2 separate regions of the Mus musculus genome follow, and region 2 is linked to region 1. A link is a contact called in public HiChIP or PLAC-seq data. All regions are on one chromosome and are shown on one strand. The core of a region is the stretch at or near the end of the contact, and the rest is flanking DNA. Distances in the headings are between cores, read along the strand shown.

Region 1 (4,684 bases), core at 1,190-3,689:
TGGGGCTCATGGATGACTGCATTCCATGCTGTCATGTGGGCACAGCAGTATTACTTGTTTCTTTAGCTGGCATAGAGGTGTCAGCACAAAGTCACAGAACTCACCTTATAAGGAAGGAGAACAGGTTGACTGTGAAGCCAAATGTGAGTGACCCTGGCCCAGGATACAGACAGAGCTCAAAGGTCAGGTGACTCTGGACTTCTGGCTCTGACACAGTGAATGAACCCCCCAGGCCTGACTCATCTCATCCTTCTGGTTATCAATGCAGAAAACACAATTGTCACCCAAGAGGGGATAAGAGCTTATTCTAGGGTTAAATATGAATAGTGACTGTAGCCCAGGAACACAGATTCAGGTCACCCCAATTTTCATGTTCAAACATGGTGACAGTTTGATGAAGTTTTTATAGTAACAAAACAAGGGAAGTCATAAATCAAGGCCCTTTCCTAATACATCAGTGGAGACATGAAGTCATTAAGTGGTTAAAGCGAAACAGGGAACATTGCAGTGTCTGTAACAGTGTTGTCAGCCCTTCCTTTGGCTGGAAGCTAATATACATATTCTGTATGTGTTACAGGATATGTCTAATGATCACAAAGCTCTTGGGTTGTTACTCAAAATTCTCTTTATTCTCTTGAGAAAATTAAGCAGTACTCTGAGAGTTGGGGAAAGGCTAGTGTTTTCCAAAATCCAGCCTTCACAGGGCCATGGCACACGTGGCAAGCTTTGATGGGGCCGCAGACTCCTGGAAAGTGGATTTCCATGCTCCTAGTCACTTGTTTACCAGAAGTGGGTTCCCCTGGCAGCCACAGCAGCTCCTGACAGGTTGGTTCTAGAAGATTTCAGGTTTGGGACTGAAGGGGAGTATCCTTTTGGCTAAAAGCTTTATTAAAAGAGTTGTTAACATTATGGGCAGACAGACAGACAGACAGACAGACAGACAGAGAGCATAGTGTAGCGGCTGAGGAGAGGCAAGGCCCTGGAAGCAGAGTGGAGGTCCCCTCTTACAGGTTTCAGAAGAAAGGGGAAGGCCTCACAGGGAACATCTGTCTGGGGCAAGGTCATTGGTTCCTCATTCCTAAGCATCAGAAGGGAGGGAGTAAATTCCCAGGAAGGACTCTATGACTCTGTGGATACAAGAGAGGGAGGAGGAGATGGGGCATGGTGAGGAGGTGGAGGAGGGAAGACGATTTAGGGAGTGCGGAGGAGGTAAGGAGTGGAGAGTAAATGGAAGTGAAGAGGAGGTGGGGTGTGAGGAAGAGGTGGAGGAGCAGGGAGGAGGTAGGGAGTGAGGAGGAGGTGGAAGAGTGGGGAGAAAGTGGGGAGTAAGGAGACAGTGGAGGAGTGGGGAGAAGGTGAAGGAGTAGGGAGGAGGTGGGAAGTGAGGAAGAGTGGAGGAGTGGGGAGGAAGTAGGGAGTGAGGAGGAGGTGGATGAGTAGGAAGGAGGTGGGGAGAGAGGAGGAGGTGGGGGAGTGGGGAGGAGGTGGAGGAGTGAGGAGGATGAGGGAGGAGATGGAAGAGTGGGAAGGAAGTGGAAGAGTGGGGGAGGAGGTGGGGAGTGAGGAAGAGGGGGTGAGTGAAGGGTTCTGGGAAAAGTGCAGAGAAGAGGCACTTGTAACTGAGGTGTATAGGGTAGGGCTGTTCTTGACCACCCTTCTTAGAGACATCCAGTAGTCTGGCAATTTCTGAGCTCTATAGGCTTTTTTAAGAGGAATGACCCCCCCCCCCCACACACACACACAGGCCCTTAGTAGGCACTCAGCATTATTTATAGGAGTGTAAGAAAGAGGCTGCTGCAGGTGGCAAGGTCAGATGGGGAACCTTTCCAGCCCCTGTGAGTTTCTTAGTGAGATTCCAGGACTCTGGTGCTTGCTTGGAGATTGTTCGTATAATTTTCCCAGGAGTAAGGAAGGATAGCTCTTCGCTGTCAACAAGAAGGGGGCGGGCAGACAGTAATTCTTTATCTCTCAGTAAGATGGAAGAATCAGTGAGGGAAGAGAACACAGAAATGTGCACAGGACAACCTTTATTCCATTTTATTACTGAGGAATCGGTGGTGGTCAAGGTCAGGAGCTGAAATTTTCAGCATTTATAAAACAAAGCAGAAAGTGTTGATAAGAGATATCTTTATGTTGTGAAAATATACGAATAAGTGGTGTTCTATGAAGCCTTTTAAGATCTAGGTTCCAAGTGGCTTTTACTCACAGAATTTCTTATCTATTCATCCATGTAGTTTCATAGCAGACACCGAATGTGTTTGAAAGGGTAAATTGCTTTTCTTTAAAGCAATACTTTTATTATTATGTGTGAGGGGGCATTGCTACACAAGCCATGGTGACACAGAGGTCAGAGAACAACTTAAGGTGTTGGATCTCGTCCTCAATCAAGGAACTTGGATCAGCAGGCTTATGTGCAAATGTCTTTGCCCATGAGACATTAATTACTATTCTCTCCAGCTTTGCTTTCTCTTAGTCCTGGACTTTGGACTTGTCCATCTTTCTAACCCTCTCAGAGAATGTATTTCACTAGCAGGGAAATCCGGGTACGTCATTTAGGTATACTCTATAATATCTATCCCATATGTAAATTAGTCAAAACTTTCAAGCACCAACATTGCCTTGAGAGTGCTTCCATATGGCATGGGTGGAGTGTCAGAAGCGGACTCCATGGAGCATTTGTACATCCACTGAGGGTGGGAAAGGGAAGGAGGGGCCTGGAAGGCTGCTCTGTCTGCGGATTTTGATTTACTAGGCTTCTAGAAGATAGTGTAGTTGTTAGCTTCCACACTGTGGATTCATAACATATTTCTTTAATTTTTTAATATGAACTTATTTATTGTGGTGAGTGTTGGGGTGTGGTATGCCATGGTGCATGTTTGGTGGGGTCAAGGGACAACTTGAGAAGTCAGTTCTCTCTCCTCCCACCACGTGAGTTCCGGGTATGGAATTCAGATCCTGAGGCTCGGTGGCAAGTGCTTTTGTCTACTGTGTCATCCCTCCAGTCCTACACCACAGGGCAAGAACAAAACAAATCTGCAGCCAAGTGGAGATGCATACAGAAAAGTCATCTGCTTTGACAACACATCCTTTGGGCTCTGCAAACACAGACGTGAGAGGGAAAATAACACCCAGTCCATTGCTGTTTGCTGCATTAATGTTAATGGATGGCATCCAAAAATAATCTTTCCACTCCAGGTTAATTATAAATGCTGATGCTGCTTCCATTGGCTTAATTAGCAGTATTTCGCTTATTTTTGTGTAGGAACATTTTTGTTTTGTTTTGTTTTTAAATCTAGTCCATAGCATATTTTTCCGAGTTAGCCACGACTCTAAGTAGTTCATAATTACAGCATAAGCAGCATTTCTTCTAAAAACAAGTCCCACACATCGCAACGAGTAGGCACAGCGCCAGCTCATTAATAGCTCTCAACCTGCTCATGGGCCAACTCTCCAGGGGATAAAAATTATTTAGCCCTGATTTAGAGAGCTTGTTAATTTCTGTAGCATAAATATTTCTGCTAGGACTGATTTTAAGCCATTGCTTATTTGACAACAAACTCCCAAAAGTCCTAACTTTTGGAGGGTTAGGCTTTTGCGGGCAGTTCCTACCCAGTGGTCTCTCCTGCATCCTGGGTATGGAGGTTAGGATAACTGTATTGTGCTGCTTAGCTACTCTACAACACCTTTACTAGGCTAAACCCACCCATCATGAGAGCATCTTTAAGTGAGACTCCCATGGCACATTACAATCACAGTTATAAAAAAAAATTACAATGCAGAAAGATGGAGTGTAATGTCTGCGCTGGGACCCAGAGCGAAGTCTGAGTTTCAACATTAAAAAAAGTAAAGAGTAGGTGGAATCTAAGAGCCACATTACTTCTCTAATGACATGCAAGGAGGCAGAGGTGACAGAGTGCTCCTCCTTGCAGTGCTGACATGTAGAGAAATGTCAATCACAGAAGCCAGGCCTTCCGAAGTGGCCTTCTGACCACTCCTTTCATGGTACCTCTTCAACACAGGGGACGGTGGTAAGTTGGGTGTTGTGGATGGATGACTGACAAGGGAACTGGGGGCCCGCATCCTCTGTCAGCTCCACAAGGTGGCATTCTGTCAAGAAGATAACCTTCTGGGCTGGAGGCCCCTGTGGGCGATGCTGGGGATGGCACCATTTGCAGGAAGGAGAGACAACATTCCGAAAGGCCGCCCGGAAGCGCCGAGACAGGAGGTTATATATAATGGGGTTGACAGCGGAGCTCAGATAGAAAAAGACACCTGCCAATGAGGGATGGAGGAAGGTAGGGAAAAAGATATAAATATTTAGCAAAGGCCTTGGAACCCTTTGATCACCTCTCCTGGAAGCAGTGGGGTGTACAGGACACTCACTGAGAACTTGAAACGCTGTGGGGAGATCTGCCTGTGCACTCAGGACCCAAACACGGAGCGACGAAAGAGTCATGGCTTTGTGGTGGTGCTGGGTGATGGCACTGATGCTAGACGTTCAAGTATCAGAGAAAAAAAGGCTTGTTTCTTCACTGGATTTTTAGTCAGCTACAATTTGGAGCAGTAGCCATGTTGAAGACTGGTAAGTCAGTCAACACACTGTCCCTGGAGAAACTCTTCATTTTGGGGAAAACCTCTGGGAGAGGGCGACTCCCAACTGCTCCGGTGCCACGTCCCTTTCCTA
Region 2 (4,684 bases), core at 1,384-3,883, 71 kb after region 1:
GTAGGTCACTTCCATTCATCTTTAAAATTCTGCTGTGAAACCAGGCATGGTGGTACATGTCGATAATCTCACCACTTGGGAAGTAGAAGCATGAAGATCAGAAGTTCAAAGCCAGCCTCAGCTATACAACTACTGTGAAGTCAGCCTGGTCTATATGAGGTCCTATCATTGAACAAACAAATTAAAACCAAAATTGTGTTTTGTTTTCTAAACTACTATTTGTTATTTATATCTGACCCTTTGCATTTGTGTGTGTATTATAGTGATTTCAGCGATTTCAAATGGTGTGCTTCTCACTAGCCACTGCTTGAGCTGTCTTCATCCCATTTCACTATGAACGTATTTTCATTTCTCTGTGGTTTCTTTGGACTCCTGGGTTATTTATTCCCCTGTGTCCTGTTTCCCCAGATATAGTGAGTTTTTAAACAACAAGCTGCTGGGTTTTAATTCTATTCCATTCTGGTCTGATCATACCTTCATTGATATAGTCATTTTTTAAAACTTAAAAAAAAATTAAAAGTGCATTTACCTATTCATTTTGTGTGTTGGATGATATGGATAATGAAGGTTGGAGGTCTGATGACATCTTGAGGAGGTCATTTCTGTCTTTCTACCACACGGGTCCCAAGGATTGAACTCAGGTCACAAAGCCTAGTGGCAATCCTTTTTCACCCACTGAGCCATCTTAATATGTTCAGGAATATTTAAAAGTTACATTTGCATTACTGGCCCCTTTTGAAATTTTTGGTGAAGTTGAAGGGCCAAGAAGTGGGAGTGGGTGGGTAGGGGATCAGGGTGGGGTATAGGGAACTTTTGGGATAGCATTTGAAATGTAAATAAAGAAAAATCTTAAATAAATAAATAAATAAATAAGTTGTAAGACACCAAGAAAGACCTTGTTCTATTATGTATACAATTCATGAAACTCTGAGTTGACTCAGATCATTATCTTGAAGACACAGAGTAGAGACTCACAGAATAAAAGGATAAACAAACAAACAAAAAACTTGAAAAGAGTGTATATCCTGCAGTAGTCGGCTGTAGAGGTCTATCAATGTTACCTAGGTTGGAGCAACTATCTATGCTCTTCCCCGCGCTTTTATTTGGCTGTCCTGTGAGTTACACAGAAGGTCCATAAAAGTTGCTGACAGGTGTTGTCTATTGATCTATTTTTCCCATAGGCCTTTCCATTTTGCCTGTTTTAAAAGCTTTTAAAATAGTCACATGCATGTATAATTTATCTTGCTGAAAAAAAAAAAACAGTTCTATCACGACAAAACATTTATTGTTATTTCTTTTATCCCTTGACTTAAATCCAATTTTGTTTGTGTCCATATAGTGACTCTAGTTTGTGTTTTTATAGTGTGAGTATCAGTCGGGGTTCTCAGCATCCCTCTTTATCTTAGATTGCCCTTGTCTCTAAATGGCATTGAATATAGACACAACATAATTGCTTTTACTTTCAATAGTCAGTCTGATAATCTTTGACCTTTAATGGGAACACTAAGCCCATTTTTGCTTAATGTCCTGCTGATACATTGGTTGTAAGCTGAACTAATTTTGTTCTCTGTTGTCACTTGTTCAGGCCGTCTGCCATGAACATAGTTTTGGTAGTCATCCCAAATGCATTTCAAACTTACTCTAATCTATTTAATGGCTTACCAGTCCTTGTCAAATATGAGGAATGTCAATGTCACAGTTTCTTCACTACCTAGGACAGGACGCTGAGGGCAGCAGTCAAGTGTTAAAGGCATCCTGTGATTAATTCTCCATGTCTCTAACAGCAGAGGAAATCTCTGGACTCTCATCATTAACCCATCTCTGAATTTTACAGAACTCTGCATTTGTTTCTGGAATCCTGACTGTCATCCTCTCAAACGTCTTCCTCAGTCTGATAATGACACTTTAGAGATTCCCAAGAAGCTGGTCTGCTGGCTGTAAATGACCCCAATTCTACTTAACTTGAAACATCCCTCTCTTGCTTTCTTGTTTCCACTGGGTGTGGCGTTCTGCCTAGAATTCTTTTCCTTTGAGCAGTCTGGGTGCTCTTTCCGTGCCTCCGGCCTCTTTTGCTTCCAGTGATGAATTAGATATGTCCAGCGCTAGAGGTAGCACAGCATCGCTCTGCTTTTCTGCTGCTTCTGGAACAGTATGCCCCTCTCAATATTCCCAGAAGTTGGACTTTGATGTCCCTAGGTGTAGATTTCTTTGTAATCATCATGCCTCAAGTTCGGTGAGCTTCTTAGAATTGTAGACTGTTGATTTTTTTCCTTATTTTTCCCTTCACATTTCACAGCTATTTATCGCTATGAACTCCTTTGGCTTTTATTGTTTCTATAACACCGTTGGTTTCTATAACGCTATTGGTTGTTTAAAATGTTCTCTCCATATGTGGACACTATGAGTTTTTAAGATTTTTTTAAGCTAGCCTATAGAGTAAAGGACTTTGATCAGACATTTTAATACATATCTATCATTGTACTTACTCATATAGAAGCCTTGGGTATTCAGATAAGGGAGGGTGTGACACAAAAGATCAAGTCCTCTCTGGACTGTATCCAAGACCCCAGACAGTTGAATTCAGCCTTACCTCACCCACACTAAGTCAGACATCTGGTATCACTATGTTGCTATAACCACCATGCACACCAAGGAGAACCCATGCAGCTCATTCTCTACCCAATACCAGGAAGTTTGTCCACTCTATTGATTTGCTTTTATTGATAGTTACGAGATCCAAAAGTCACTTCTTGGACTATATCTGGTCCTGGTGCCCTCCTCATAATCTGTCTAGAATAGTGTGTGTGTGATATGGCCTGCTTAATCTGAACTCTATGGTAGAGAGGTGTGCCCCCTTTAGGCCATGACTAGAGAAGGCTGCAGGTCCCTTCTTTCCTTATATTCTTCCTGTCTTTCTTTAGAAAATAAACTTTTATCTCTTAGATTCACCCTATTGGCTACATCTTAAAAGACTCAGCCCAAATTAGTCCTTAGTCCCTTAACAAGAAAGATTAACATCACACACACACACACACACACACACACACACACACCCCCAGATACACGCACACAATCTAGTCTTTTTCTTTCTAATAGACTTGTACACACACATATACAGGCATACATGCTCACTTGTGCGCGCGCGCACACACACACACACTCACACCCATGTGCAATCACACAATCTAGTCTCTCTTCCTTTGTAACTCAGCTTGGCAGAAACACAAGCTGAGTGACAAACAGGGCCAATCCTAGAGTGGGATTTTAAATTTTAGCACCATCCTTCAAGCTGTCTCTTACTGGGACATGGGCAAATGGACGAAGGTCCCTGTCCTCAGACCTTTATGGCTTTTAGAGACAATGACTATTAAACTAGAAGCTGTCAATTGGATCCTGTCCAGCTGATCAATTCCTGTATGCAGATTTCCTTTAACTTTTATACTGTTTGCCTTGGGTCAGTTTCTGTGTGGAATGAAATTAAGGGCAACTTGGTCTTATTGTAAAATGGAGTTTTATGTATTCGGAAGAATGTCAGACCAAGGCCCCTTTCTTTGGTAGTTTTACATTGGGTTGGAGAGATGGTCTCTAGAAGAGACTGAAACATACAATTGAACAACCTAATATCAGGCTACGTCCCAGGACTTTGACTCTCATGAAATACCTGTTCCCTAGACTTCAGTCCCTCTGAACTGTGGGACCATGAAAGGCCTACAGGAATACCTAGATCATGCTTTTCAACCCAAAATTTTCTTGCTTGTTTATTTAAATGTTTATTTTCTCCCTAGCATTCATGATGTATGTACAAAAAAAAATCTTTCAACTTGTTTAAGATTTCCTTTAAGGGTCAAAAGTCATCTAACCTACTTCCACAGGTCAAGTCAACTATGCTGATTACCATTATTCAACCTTTAACTAACAACCAGTTTCCTTTTAGAGACAAACTGTTACTGCCTATCCCAGATACACAACTAACATGCTATTTTCTTCCTCAACCATCCAAAGCAGACTTAAAGGATTCCTTCCAGGACTAAAGTCCTCATACACCCTTGCTTTTCTAGGATGATAACAATGATTCATGATGTGCTCCCAAGCAAACTATTGCAGGCTTAACGTTTGCTATCCACGCTATGCAGACATCGCCCTGCTGGGAATCTGCTCCTCTGTTACAATTGCTCTACAGGTCTATGTCCACACGGTGTCTGCTGCCACAGCTCCAGCTGAGACAGCGTCATCTCCTGAGACCCACGGAAAACAAAGCTGCCTTCTTCCAGACACCTCATCTGGCTGAAGACTCCCGAGATGAAATCCAGAGACACGTGCTAAACCTCACAGAAGAAAGACTTGGGACCTTCCAGCTACAGATGAACTCTCTTGCCAAAGCCAAATGACTGCTGAACTGGGGGAAAGTTACAAGATAGTGAGAAAAACATAGAGTCTATCTAGATTAATTAATTGCTGTTCAAAACAGATGTTATTACCCTCAAACAATTACCCCGGAACAATTGATTCTATAATCTCTTGCCTTCCCAGCCCTTACCCTTAACCCTCCTTACCACTCTGGCTTAGTTGTGCTACTCCTCTAGCCTGTATGTTTTCTTCTGATACTTCCACTCTACCCCAAATTTTCACCACAAATGACACAGTCACTCCAATGACCCTTCCCTTTAAAAAAAAATGTAAAAGG

Evidence for each region. HiChIP or PLAC-seq counts read pairs in DNA pulled down with a chosen protein or histone mark.
Region 2: an H3K4me3 HiChIP or PLAC-seq map of intestinal villus epithelium shows a contact between it and region 1, with 5 read pairs. The contact joins two enhancer-like sites. A contact is called at or near these places in 4 of 39 promoter capture datasets (embryonic stem cells, hippocampal neurons, liver and 1 more), 3 of 15 datasets of contacts at CTCF or cohesin (hippocampal excitatory neurons, liver and stem cell-derived epiblast-like cells), 57 of 484 Hi-C or Micro-C datasets (the HPC-7 cell line, LSK cells, the Patski cell line and 32 more) and 8 of 115 datasets of contacts at active chromatin or transcription factors (PVALB interneurons, astrocytes, cardiomyocytes and 4 more).

Annotation. Positions count from the first base shown.
Region 1 is chr11:56,022,977-56,027,660 of GRCm38.p6, forward strand. It overlaps Nmur2 (neuromedin U receptor 2), which reads right to left. Exons shown (of 4, transcript NM_153079.4): 4 at 2,014-4,272. The coding sequence ends at 3,998. All of the region lies in intron 3 of LOC115485826 (a long non-coding RNA gene), which reads left to right. Among named protein-coding and RNA genes, the nearest start is that of Nmur2, 16 kb to the right of the region's middle. Within about 2 kb of position 2,440, at least 5 of the 459 cell types and tissues checked have an H3K27ac peak or open chromatin away from gene starts, as enhancers often do. A contact at or near this core is called in intestinal villus epithelium, where this site is marked.
Region 2 is chr11:56,093,753-56,098,436 of GRCm38.p6, forward strand. It overlaps LOC115485826 (a long non-coding RNA gene), which reads left to right. Exons shown (of 8, transcript XR_879866.3): 8 at 4,059-4,684. Among named protein-coding and RNA genes, the nearest start is that of Gm46260, 24 kb to the right of the region's middle. Within about 2 kb of position 2,634, at least 2 of the 459 cell types and tissues checked have an H3K27ac peak or open chromatin away from gene starts, as enhancers often do. A contact at or near this core is called in intestinal villus epithelium, where this site is marked.